Linked DNA regions of Xenopus laevis: region 2 is linked to region 1. The links are chromatin contacts, called in public Hi-C maps. All regions are on one chromosome and are shown on one strand. The core of a region is the stretch at or near the end of the contact, and the rest is flanking DNA. Distances in the headings are between cores, read along the strand shown.

Evidence for each region. A called contact is a pair of places that touch in the nucleus more often than the background predicts.
Region 2: a Hi-C map of the XL177 cell line shows a contact between it and region 1, with 8 times the contacts expected there. The contact joins two enhancer-like sites. A contact is called at or near these places in 2 of 4 Hi-C or Micro-C datasets (the XL177 cell line and the XTC cell line).

What each region holds. Positions count from the first base shown.
Region 1 is chr5L:82,682,795-82,689,342 of Xenopus_laevis_v10.1, reverse strand. It overlaps rtn4ip1.L (reticulon 4 interacting protein 1 L homeolog), which reads right to left. Exons shown (of 9, transcript NM_001097670.1): 6 at 6,473-6,548; 7 at 4,997-5,180; 8 at 4,079-4,171; 9 at 2,293-2,425. The coding sequence ends at 2,309. Among protein-coding and RNA genes, the nearest start is that of rtn4ip1.L, 8.7 kb to the right of the region's middle. Within about 2 kb of position 3,677, at least 1 of the 7 cell types and tissues checked has an H3K27ac peak or open chromatin away from gene starts, as enhancers often do.
Region 2 is chr5L:82,785,960-82,792,507 of Xenopus_laevis_v10.1, reverse strand. All of the region lies in intron 2 of crybg1.L (beta/gamma crystallin domain-containing protein 1), which reads left to right. Among protein-coding and RNA genes, the nearest start is that of crybg1.L, 48 kb to the left of the region's middle. Within about 2 kb of position 2,822, at least 2 of the 7 cell types and tissues checked have an H3K27ac peak or open chromatin away from gene starts, as enhancers often do.

The sequences.
Region 1 (6,548 bases), core at 2,428-4,927:
GCAGAATTCTGCACTGAAATCCATTTCTCAAAAGAGCAAACAGATTTTTTTATATTCAATTTTGAAATCTGACATGGGGCTAGACATATTGTGAATTTCCCAGCTGCCCCAAGTCATGTGACTTGTGCTCTGATAAACTTCAATCACTCTTTACTGCTGTACTGCAAGTTGGAGTGGTATCACCCCCTCCCTTTTCCCCCCAGCAGCCAAACAAAAGAACAATGGGAAGGTAACCAGATAGCAGCTCCCTAACACAAGATAACAGCTGCCTGGTAGATCTAAGAACAGCACTCAATAGCAAAAACCCATGTCCCACTGAGACACATTCAGTTACATTGAGAAGGAAAAACAGCAGCCTGCCAGAAAGCATTTCTCTCCTAAAGTGCAGGCACAAGTCACATGACCAGGGGCAGCTGGGAAATTGACAAAATGTCTAGCCCCATGTCAGATTTCAAAATTGAATATAAAAAAAATCAGTTTGCTCTTTTGAGAAGTGGATTTCAGTGCAGAATTCTGCTGGAGTAGTACTATTAACTGATGCGTTTTGAAAAAAACATGTTTTCCGATGATAGGATCGATGTTTGTTACTCCATATATTCTATGTATGTAATTCATGTGATGTAGTTGTATAATCACAGTTACTTTACAGTGCTACGCAATATATGGCACTATATAAATACATGTTAATAAAAATAAGGAGAGACCAGATGGAAATTTTTTGTGAACCTTCAGACCAGTTATACAAAGTTATTATTTTAACTGCATACGGTATGCAAAGCATTTCATGATGAGTGAAACTTTCAAGCCTGAAAGATAATGGTTTTGAAATATATTGCTGGGAAGGCATAAAAATGTCACCCATCTATCACAGCCATTCTGGGCTAAGAAACCGTTTACATGAAGCTTATTTACTAAAGGGCAAAGTGGCCGTCGCTAGCATGAATTCGCCAAAGCTGCAATTTAGTAAAAGGCATAGACGACAATTCGCTAGCACAAACGAAGTTTCATGCCCTTTCACCAGGCGAATTTTCGTTGCGGCGAACGAGCGTTACTCCGCAAATTCATCAAAGTGCAAAGTTTCCACTAAGTTTCCCTTTACGGCAATACCTGGCGAATTGAAGCTACATTTTCAACAATCTTAGTGACATCATATCCTGTATGCCGAAAAGTCATAAAAAAGATAAAACCCTGGCGTTTTTTTATATTTCAATGTGGCATTATGTTTAAAAGTTGTAACTGTTACATATATGTTTTAGTAAAATTTTTTAACCATTTGAAGGTCATGCCACATTTGTTTTAGGGTGGGCTCATGTCTAGGACAATAGAGGATCTCTTTTGACTTTATTTTGCTTGACATTCAGTGGCCGCTTCCAGCAATTTCACCATCACTAATAAATATATTTGACCTATATGTACCCTCCATATTTAAATTCAAAAGCACAAGTATGTTAACGAAGTTTCACTAGGAACAAAGTAACGCTAGCGAAAGTTTGCTTAGAAATGCCTGCGCTGGCGAAACTTCACTAGCGTTCCTCTGCCGAGACGTAACATGGCATTTTGATAAATAAGTGTATGCGCTGTGAATTAACGACTGGTGATGTTGCGCAAAGTGTGTCGGAGCCTTCCGAGGTCGAAAATTTGCCCTTTAGTAAATTTGCCCCCAAGTACATTAGCATCTATGTATGCATGATACTTACTCTTCTTATCGCCGTATTAATACTACAATAAATACTAACCCACACACCACCTGCAGTTATACCCACATAACCCACACAGCCAGTTAGAGCTGCTCCATGCCACTGACTGTCTGAACCTGCTACCAAACTACAGGTATAATAATTTAGTTTCAGTGAAAGACCCAGACACTATTCAACCACAATTCCAGGATATTCAGGGAAGGTGAAAATAATCAACATAAGTGATCAGCAAGAAGGATTTCCCTCTGAACACAGCACATCTGGAGCTTTTGTAGTTGGAGTAGTACCCAAAGCATATTGGAGGAGACAGAGAAAGGTGATTATTGTCTTTTATCTCTTTAGTTTATATTTATTTTTACAATTCAACATTTTGCCCTTAAAGCAATACATTTGAACTACTAAAAGGGTTATTAACACCACTGTGGCTGCCCCTGTACAGCTAAATGCCGACATAGGTCCTTTCATATGCAACTTTTAGCAAACAGAACTGGTCCCCTACACATAAAAATTACTGCTCAAAAAAAAACAACACCATTACAGACAGTTTGAAACTTTCAGCTTAATTACAGTACAAATGAGAGGAAACCACCAGTGGTACAAATAAGCAACATTTATTTACTTTCTGTAACACTAATGACAGTTTTGCCTCTTGCGTGTCCTTTTTCCACCTTATTGAAGGCCTTCGGAACATCAGAAAATGAAAATATTTCCTCAATCACAGGCCGAATCTGCAATAAAAATCAGACAAGTCATTATTATAATGGAATAGCATTATGAGAAGTACATCCATACTATTGGAGATAAATATCTCAAATATAATTAAATATTGGATTTTAAAGACCAGCAAGGCTTCACCATTTTAATTCCTAATATGGCCAATGGGGTCAATGATATTTACTTAAAGGGGTGGTTCACCTTCAAGTTAACTTTAAGTATGTTATAATTCTCAGCAACTTTTCAATTGGCCTTCATTTTATAGTTTTTAATGAATTGCCTTTTTTCTTCTTACACTTTCCAGCTTTCAAATGGGGGGTCACTGGCCCCATCTAAAAACAAATGCTCTGCAAGGCTACACATTTATTGTTATTGCTACTTTTTATTACTCATCTTTCTGTTCCGGTCCTCTCCTATTTATTTCCCAATCTCTTATTCAAATCAATGCATGGTTGAACCCTAGCAACCAGATGAAATTGCAAACTGGAGAGGTGCTGAATAAAAAGCTAAATAACTCAAAAACCAAAAATAATAAAAAATTAAAGCCAGTTGAAAATTTTCTTAGAATATCACTCTCTACGTCATACTAAAAGTTCATTTAAAGGTAAACAACCCCTTTAAAACACAAGTATGTAAATAATATGGATGTACAAATAAGGCTTCCATTATAAAAAAAAAAGGAAAATTATTTACACAAAAAGGGCTTATACTGTAATACACAAAAATCAAATATCCTACAAAATATACAGTGCTTAATTGACTTAGTAATGTCACATCACAAAAATAAAGATAATATTTATAAATAAATAACTAAAAATATAAATAAATAACTCAAAATAAAAATAATAAAAGTGGCATTTGAGTCCAGTGACCTGTATAAATGCACTCAGTCTGTAGCCTTTATATAGTCATGAGAGTCCAATGTGACTAGTCGCTATGTTTTACAATATGGGAGTGTATAATCCAGTGAATCACTACAAGGCTGATCTGTAACTGCTCATCAGATGTATTGTGGGAATAGACCTGGCATAGCCAAAGGCCTAAGAAATGAATTCAAAAATGATGATAACCACAATCTAAAGCATTAGTAAATTCTCATCCGTATTTGCTGTATTGTCTGCTTAATCCACAAAAGGCTGACCATTCAACATGGTTCCATAAAATCCAGTCACTGTCGAAATCAACCGACAAATAAAAAAGGCTTCCGGTGTTAGGGCTGTAAAAGGTGGCAGGGGGCTGTGGCAGGCTGAATGGGTTATGATTAGTGAAGATTAGGGGAATAATGGGAACACAATCTATTTACTGCAGAGCATCAGACTCCTAGTACAGGATACTTTGTTTGTTCTGAAAAGAGGGATTAATGTTAAACTCTGCCAAGAGTGCACAGATAATAGAAGCTGGTATACATCTTTTTCTGCTAGAACACTATCTGTGTGCAAAGGTTTCATGGCTGTCCGCACTGCTAGCTTTCTGCTATGTAAAAAAATCGTGCTGCTTGGAACTGACTTTCGGTTCTGGAAGGAGGAACATAAGGATTTTACTGTAACTGAAAGTTGTTCATTGCTTACAGCTAATCAACAGGATTCCCGACATGCCTTGTTTCTGTTACAAACACTTAAAAATACCAAATAGGAATCTACTTTAACTGTTATTATGTTATAATATACCTTTACATCCTTAACAAGTTCTCCTATCTCATCCAGAGATGGTCCACTAGGGGAGAAAAATACCCATCGATAATGGACTCCTTTGCAAAGGTGCTGAAATAAGAAAGAGCAACCCAAGTCAGAAGATATACTTTATTATATTACTTATATATACTTAGTGGTGATATGGAATGGAACAAATGGGGGGGGATTTCAAAATAAGGTTTAATGGGAACTATACAGATATAGGATGTATTATTCAGAAGGCTTGGGACCTGGGGTTCTTCAGATATGGAATCATTCTGTGATTTGGATCACCATACGCAAAGTTTACTAAACAAAAATCATGTAAACATTAAATAAACCCAAAATGCTTGTGTTTCCATCAATATGATTTTAAGCAGCTTAGTAAAGATTAAGATGTATTATTATAGAGAAAAAAAAATGATTTTAACTAATTCAATTTAGCTGCTTGATATCAACTGGGAGATGGTATTCATGTAATATGGACCTTTCTGTATATCAAAAGAAAAAAAACACATCCGTGAATTGTAATTACTCAGAGCAGCTTTACTTGCATTACATAATCAGCCTTTATTGTCTTTGTGCCATCTACTCATTGCTATTACTCACATCCACATACCCAAAATATCCTCTTACTTTCCAACTGTTCCCAATTAGACAGGACAGGAGCAGATGGGGTGTGGACTATAATATTATAACTGAACTGATGTAAATTTGGAGGTATGAATTTGGATACTACTATCTATAGTATTATATGTTGCTTACTGACTTTACAAGAAGGTTTAAGGGCCCTAAAAATGTTATCCTGTGGGGCCCAATAGATTTCCAGTTAACCCATTCCCCCGCAAGATAAACATAAAAATATAGAATGCGCTGTGTAGCCTCGCCCAAATAAGAAAGAACAGTAAAAGTTACCTTTACTACTTTGCAACTAAGAGTAACGCCGGTGCGCATCATGCCATCTGCTATGCCCAGCCGATCATTATTATAAAGAAATGGAGTTACTAGCGTTGCATAGGTGGCTCCTGACCATGGCTTAAGAAACTGAAGTGCCAGAGCTTCTGTTGCTCCTCCAACATTGTCTAGAATTACATCAAACCTACAAATGAAAGCACATACTGAAATGTCAAGTAATAGGAATAAGTTTCATGGTTTGAAACATTGTAAGATATCAACAACTCTGCTCATTTCAAGGAGACGCAAAGTATCCAAATGAAATAAGCATTTTGGAAATTGTGACTGCACAGTGGCATATTTAATAAAGGGTGAACCATCTGCTAGGAAAGGAAGCCGCCCTTATAAGATATATTGGCTCTAACTGTCAATGAATATCTGACACCCACCTGCTGCATGAAGACATAATGAAGAAAAAAAGATGCTGAGAGAGGGATAGTGAACACAGACTTGATTATTTCAGAAACAATGCAGAAAATGCAATTGATTGTATTTAGAAAGTTTCTCATTTCAGTATGATAAAGCATATATTAAATTTTCATTTTCACGATAGTTCCCCTTTAACATCAGTATCTAATCAATAAAGAATAATCTATTCCTTTGATAAGTGCATTAGGATCAAAATCTTATTTTTGCAAGTCACAGAAATGGCAAAGGCAACATTATATTTTGAGTCATCATTACGGCAACTGGAGATGGAAAACCTTATTTCACAAAAACAGACAATAAGAGACTGGAAAGGACTCCTTAATTTATGATAAAAGTCTGTTTAAAAGTGCAAAAAAGTAACAGCAGCAGGTCTTCCTGGAAGTTTGGGTATCACAATCTGCTCTTAAAGGAATAGTTCAGTATGAAGATAAAAACTGTGTAAATGGATAGGCTGTGCAAAATAAAAAATGTTTCTAATATAGTTAGTTAGCCAAAAATGTAATATATAAAGGCTGGAGTGAACAGATGTCTAATAAAACAGCCAGAATCCAACTTCCTGCTTTTCAGCTCTATAACTCTGAGTTAGTCAGCGACTTGAAGGGGGGCCACATGGTACATTTCTGTTCAGTGAGTTTGTAATTGATCCTCAGCTTCAGCTCAGATTCAAAAGAGACAGATATGACCCATGTGGCCCCCCTCAAGTCTCTGATTGGTTACTGCCTGGTAACCAGGGTAACCAGTCAGTGTAAACCAAGAGAGCTGAAAAGTAGTGTTCTGACTGACATGTTACCATTAAATCACTCCAGCCTTTATACATTACATTTTTGGCTAACTAACTATATTAGAAACATTTATTATTTTGCACAGCCTATCTATTTACCCAGTTTTTATTTTTACACTGAACAATTCCTTAAATACAAGAATGTAATACAATTTAGTGCAGTTCTGCACTGTACAGCAGTACTATTTTATTGCATCAAAGACTAGCATAGGCAAGTAAAAACTTACAGTTCCCGTGATTTCAGTTGCTCCGACAGCTGTGCAGCTTTGTAATCAACAACATCATCTGCGCCAATACTTTTTA
Region 2 (6,548 bases), core at 1,573-4,072, 100 kb before region 1:
GGTGGGGCCCTGGGCACCACATTTTTTTTAAACATCTGGGGGGGCAAGTTTACATGGACGTTTAAGGGGGGCCCTGACCACCAATTTTCTTATAACGTGGGGGGGCCTTGGCCACCAATTTTTTTTCCCCATGTGGGGTCCTAGCCACCAATATCTTTAATGGGGGGCCCTGACCACAAATGTTTTTTTTAATGAGTGGGCCCTGACCACAAATGTTTTCTTCAATGGGGGGTCCTGACCACCAATATTTTTTCATTAACATGTGGGAACCATAGCCTCCAATGTTTTTTTTTTTGTTAGTGTGTGGTGGGGGGTGGACCTGTGGGGTGGGGAGGGCGGACCTGTAGGTGGGGCTTTTGGTGGGCGCAGCCCAGGGGGCCCAGGAGATTTTTCATATGGGGCCCTGCGATTTCTGATGGCGGCCCTGACCACGATGACCAGAAATACCTAATCCTCCAGTGAAGCTGGATTATTTTTTTAGATGTCAGGCATATTTGTGAAGGCATACCCTGCCCAAGCCTTAATGAAAATTTGCTCTAGATACAAGCAGGGAGTGGACCCAGGCATCTATTCCAAAAACAGAACTGTCTGTGTCAAAACTGGACAGGTGGCAACCCTAGTTGCCACTTTTGTGTGGTTGAAAGCCCAGACAGGGGCAGGTGACATATGGTGCGGGGAGATGACATTTAGGAAGTGGATTATGATGTGACAGTCCGTGACTGGCTGACTGTCTTGTTGATCAGTGCAGATTCTGGGTTTCAGACTTCTAAATTCTGGACAGGTAGTTTTGAACAAGATAGGTGGCAACCCTACCTAGGAGCTCTTGGCACTTCTCAAGAGTAGAGGGCAAAGGGCTGAAAGTCACTCTGTAAGCAGTACTGCATACAAAAATGGCAGAAGAGAGATGGCACATTCATTCAGAACACACAAACTGGGGGTGTTCCAGGGCACACAAGGTGATGGGTAGTAGGGATGTGAGGGTCAGGAAAAACTCAACCTGCACCCGATCCTAACCCGCAGAATTTTAACCTGCAAAATGTCCATTGTAGGACTCACACCCAACCAGTACCAACATCATCTTGCTCTGTATGCTACATCTGTGCATGCTTCAGGTTCCAAGAACCCTCCCAACTGGCACTAAACACACGGGTCCCAGTCAGTTTCGGGTCAACCTGCACATCACTACTGTGTAGCCCTAAGTACAGAGCACCTGTATTAGCTCCAGAGCAACATGCAGAAACAACTTGTGCCTACTAATGTTACAGGCACAAATTGTACTGGTTGCATTGATAAATAAGCCTTTGCTCATATATTATTAACATTTTTTTATAGCACCAGCATATTTCACATTGCTGTAGTACAAGAGTACTACACTCCCTATGTTAACATGAAGTAATTCACATAAATGAATGTTTTCCAAAAACCAATCAGTATATACCTGGGAGTTTTCCTTGACCAGTAACCCACTGCAACAAATCACCAGTAAGCGTTAATGCACATTGGCTGTTAATGTATTGAAATCCGTTTTCTGCATTGCGTTAATGAACCTGGGAAAACATTTGTTCATGCTGAGATGACAAAAAATCCATTATATTCCAGGTACCTGTTAGACAACAATAATTGCTACAGCAGTGGATCTGCATAAGTTTGCCAGTATTATTTAGCAGGACAGGGTGGTGATGTCATGGAAGTGGTGGGCGGAGTTATGGGGGAATTGGATAGATCAGAGGTTGGGACTGGGTGAGTCAGGGCTTGAGACTGGGACAAGGATGTGGCTGGAGTGGGAACTAGGATGGATGAAGACCATAAATAGATGGGTCAGTGGAGTTGTATTGCAGGGAGTTGGAAGGAAGGACAAGGAATTACAAATGCATAGTAATAGTAATTTCCTAATACCAGCCTTGGCTGATGATTTAACTCCCTCCCCAACCCTGCTGAACATCAAATTGCTTAGCTTCAGTGTTTGAGTAAGTGTGTGTTATAAATAATGACATAGAAGATAGAAAAATATTCAAAAATTAATTTCTCTGACTGCTTAGTTGCCATGGGTCACTTTCAAGAGCTTGATGGTAGTAGTGATTTTGGGAGAATCAATTAGCTTCTTTTCATTAGTCAAAGGTGTGTGTAATCTAAAGGCTTAATTTCCTCCAAATATTCAAGTGGGACAGTAATGACAACTGAGGTAAAATATTTTTGATAATATGCTTCTTCCTATTTTGCTTTAGAATAGACACAATGGAAGCCAGGAATAAATGATACCCCCATCTTGCATTGGGGCTTAAATTGAGCATAGAGGGGCCTTATAACGGGTCATTTAGTTTCCCTAGGGCCATAGAGGGCAGGGTGATGCCTTAGAGCAGGGCCTCGCTGCAGCCTGTGACCTCTGACATTTCTTCAGACACACATGTTAGGGGATTTGTAGTGGGGCCTTTATTTTGCAGTTTTACCTTGGAAGACATAAATGACCCCCCTATGATATTAAAGTGGACCTGTCACCATAAGAAATAATTCCAAATCCTGTTTTATTGTGTTAGTGAAGCAAAATAAAATCTATACTATACCAATGATTTAACTATTGCATCATCATTCTTTTGGGATCCAAAATTAGAGGATAAAGGCAGGTGCCATTTTTCGGAAACTGTTATCAAGTCAAGTTTTACACCATCCCAAAATCTATTGTATGTGTCAGAATGGGGATCTGATGCAGGTGCCTATGCAAAGGCCAGGGGCCGAACTACCAGGGGTGCAGGGGTGCACCCAGGCCCACACCCCTTTGCCTGCATCTGGGCCCCAGCACTGCTCATTTATAGACGGTGAAGAGGCAGAAGAGAGGAGGTCAAGGATATCAAGGAAATGCAGAAATGAAAGTGAGAGTGCTTGCTATGCCTCAGGCAGGCATAGAGGCGAGAAGACAAAATATGACTGACAGATGTGATTTTTAAATCAGTTTATAACAGGTTGACCTAAGTATACAGCTTTATGTCTGGGTGACCAGTCCCCTTTAATTAAAAGTCCTAGCAGTTCATAATACACCTTTAAACTAAAACAAAAAAGCATGAACTGATTACAAAATAGAAAAATGAGCATGAGCAAGTAATGCAGTTATCAGTATTTTATAGGAGTTGGTTCAGTATTCAGCTACATCAATAATAGGGATATGAAAACACTCCACAGGCTTGTGCTGTCAGTTCAGCAGGTTATTAATCATTTTCCCTTTTCATAAACAGTGATGTCATAAACTATTTCGACAGTTTATAACAAGGGTTTGGTCTGATACAGCATTAAACTATGAATCACTTTCCTTTTCTGTACACAAAGGGTAGACGTGTTTTTGTCATGATTTTTCCTTTTATTAACTAATGTACAGAGTTTTATGTAAGAGCACAAAGAGAAGCAGTGGGGTAAGATCAGTGCTTCTTTGTCTAAGTTACACGTGTCTTACCCTTTTGTGCCCTATACTCACATTTTCAGTGGCCTAATCCCCCATTTAAACAGTGAAGCTTTTGAAACACTTTGATAAAAAGTTGTTTAAATTAGGGACGCACTGAAGTCCTGCTGAAAAAGGTTTGGGATTGGCCGAATTCCAAATAAGCAGGTCAGATCCCAATACTAGGATTTTAGTATTTGTCCCTCTCATTCTTGTCTTGAGATCACATTGTCCTTTGTGCTATTAGTCTCCTAATTCCACCCTCCTTCATTTTTGGTTATGTGTTGGCCATATTACACATTATTTTTTTCTTTAGAATGGAGTCATTGGTACTGTCTTCAGTCATAGCCAACTTACAGGTATGGGATTCGTTATCTGGAAACCCATTATCCAGAAAGCTTAGAATTACAGAAAGTCTGTCTCCTTTTGATTGCAGTCAATCCGATTGGCAGTCTCGTGTTTACTGCAGTCAATCTGATTGATTGGTCCTTAGGCTTTTCAGCTAGCTGAAATGCCCACCAATTGACTTAAATGGGAAGTGCCTCACGGTGCAGGCACTAGCCCTTTTCAGCCTGAAAGTCTCACTAGCATATTTTCCCAGTACTGACACTGTCAGGCATTTCCAAATCAAGTCAATGGGAAATGAAGGGCCATATCTTTTATATAAGCACCCCCAAGGGTCAGTGCCCAAGGCAGCAGCTTCAGTTGGGGAGGCCACCGATGTCTGTATAAAAAAGTTTGTTTGAAGGGAAAGAGGGAGCATTTCCAGATTTACATGTGGTGATTTTGGGCACTTTTCCCCATGCTGAAAAGCACCCAGTGTGTCATAAGCCATAGGTGATTCTGGTGTTTTTGGGTGCCTGTGATTTTAAAAAGTCTAGGTTCTGCAGTCAGTGTTGGACTGGAGTAATTTGCCCAGTGAGGACCGCTGGGCAAGTCTGATCCTGCTTGTAATTGCTCTAATTACCTGCTATGGCAATCGTATGCAAGTGTTTGTGCGACACTTATTGCAAGCTGTTATACTTATCTTTACCTGCTTTACTTGCTATTTACTAGGTGAAAATGATCACAACAGTGAATACAAAGAACACACACGTAACATGCAAATTATCATGCATTGAAGTACATTGCAGAAACCTATATAATTCACAATTTTTTGGGGAAAATTAAAGGGGTTGTTCACCTTTAATTGAGGGCTGTTGACCCCCATTTGAAAGCTGGAAAGAGTCATAAGAAGGCATAACATTGAAAAAAGATATAAAAAAAGAATAGTGAAGGCCAAATAAAAAGTTACTTAGAATTAGCTATTCTGTAACATACTTAAAGTTAACTTAATAGTGAATCACCTCTTTAAAGTTATAGAATGGTTAGTTCTAAGCAACTTTTCAATTGGCTTTCATATTGTCTTTTTTTATAGTTTTTGAATAATTTGCCTGTTACTTCTGACTCTTTTCAGCTTTCAAATGGGGATCATTGACCCATCTTAAAAACAAGTACTCTTTAAGGCTTACAAATAAATTGTAATTGCTACTTTTTATTACTCATCTTCCTATTCCGGCACTCTCATATTCCAGTCTCTTACTCAAATTAATGCATGGTTGCTAGGGTAATTTGGACCCTAACAACCAGATTGTTGAAATTGCAAACTGAAGAGCTGCTGAATAAAAAGCTAAATAACAAATAAACCACAAATAATAAAAAATTAAAACCAATTGAAAACTGTCTCAGAATATCTCTCTACATCACACTAAAAGTTAATTTAAAGGTGAACAACTCCTTTAAGCAAGATCCAAGCAAAGACCAAGTAAACTATCCCAGGCAAGGTTTAGCTTTTTAAACTTCCTGATGATTTACTAAAATCTGGAACTGGTAATAAGACCAACTGTGCCCTATTATCTCTCTGTTGGGGTATTTTAACAGGTGGAGAAATGTCAGATACATATCCATACAACTTGTCATTTAGACTAATGGAAACCTCAACCATTTCAAATGTGCATTTCTTGCAAACCATGACATGTGGTTTACATTTAAATTACAGACAGCACAGATAGGTATCTGTTGGTTTCTCTGCTTAAATATGTCAACAGGAAAATGTTATGTGTACCATATAAAAGACAAATATTTAGGCCATGTATTAAATTATATCTATACTAATCTGTTAAATTACAACCCTCTATTTCTTTTGTAAAGATTTCACCTCATAGTAAATGAATAGCTGTTTTTCTAATTAAAGTGGATTAGCCTCCAGTATATGTCTGAAATCACTTTTCCAGGGTGCTTTTTGCTAATTCACATTTTGCCCTTTGGCCAAGGTTTAGCCTTGTATTTTAGAAAAACATTTCCTAGTCAGTCAGTCTAGCACATTTTATTGCCACAATGCTCATAAAATCCCAAGCTATGTCAACATGAGCTCTGGAAGATGTTTTATACAAATTATACCTGTTGCATGTATGTATATAGGTAATGTGTTCAGACAAGCATAGAAGGGTTCTTCTCTCCAGCAAGCCTGTTTCTGAGCCTCCTTATTCAGGGATCGAGTTGGGAGAAAGTTACCTATACGTGTAGGTAAGGAATTATTAGAGGCATCAAGGCAGCCATATTTAAAATCAGATGTTAAAGTGGGTTACTAAGAGACAAAGATCCCATTGCTAGAGACCAATGTTAATTAGGCTTGCTTATTGTATAAGCAATTTGGCAACACTGACCAGATTTTGTTATTTTGGCATTTGGTTGGCTTACACAGGCTTTGGGAAGTGGGTCTGGGAATTCTGAACCCCAGGGTTAACCAGTTTTATGTATCTACTTTTACCTTTTCTCTGTTTCTAGCTCTATCCTTACTGTAGCTTTCCTAAATGATATGATGTTGAACTTAATCTGTTCTCCCATTATTGGCAGTGGTTACAAGTGATCTGACTGACAGACTTTGATTCTCTTTTATTGAGTTACAAACAAAAATGACTTTCCTTAATTATATTAAGGAAAGGTTCTATGTTCTATGGTATGTTATATATTATGCTACATGTATATTTGTTTAGCAGAACTCGGGAAAGTGCATCCTGCTTCCTTCCATTGTAGATTATAGCCTCCTGACAAAACTAAGGGTCCATAAAAAGACTCAAAG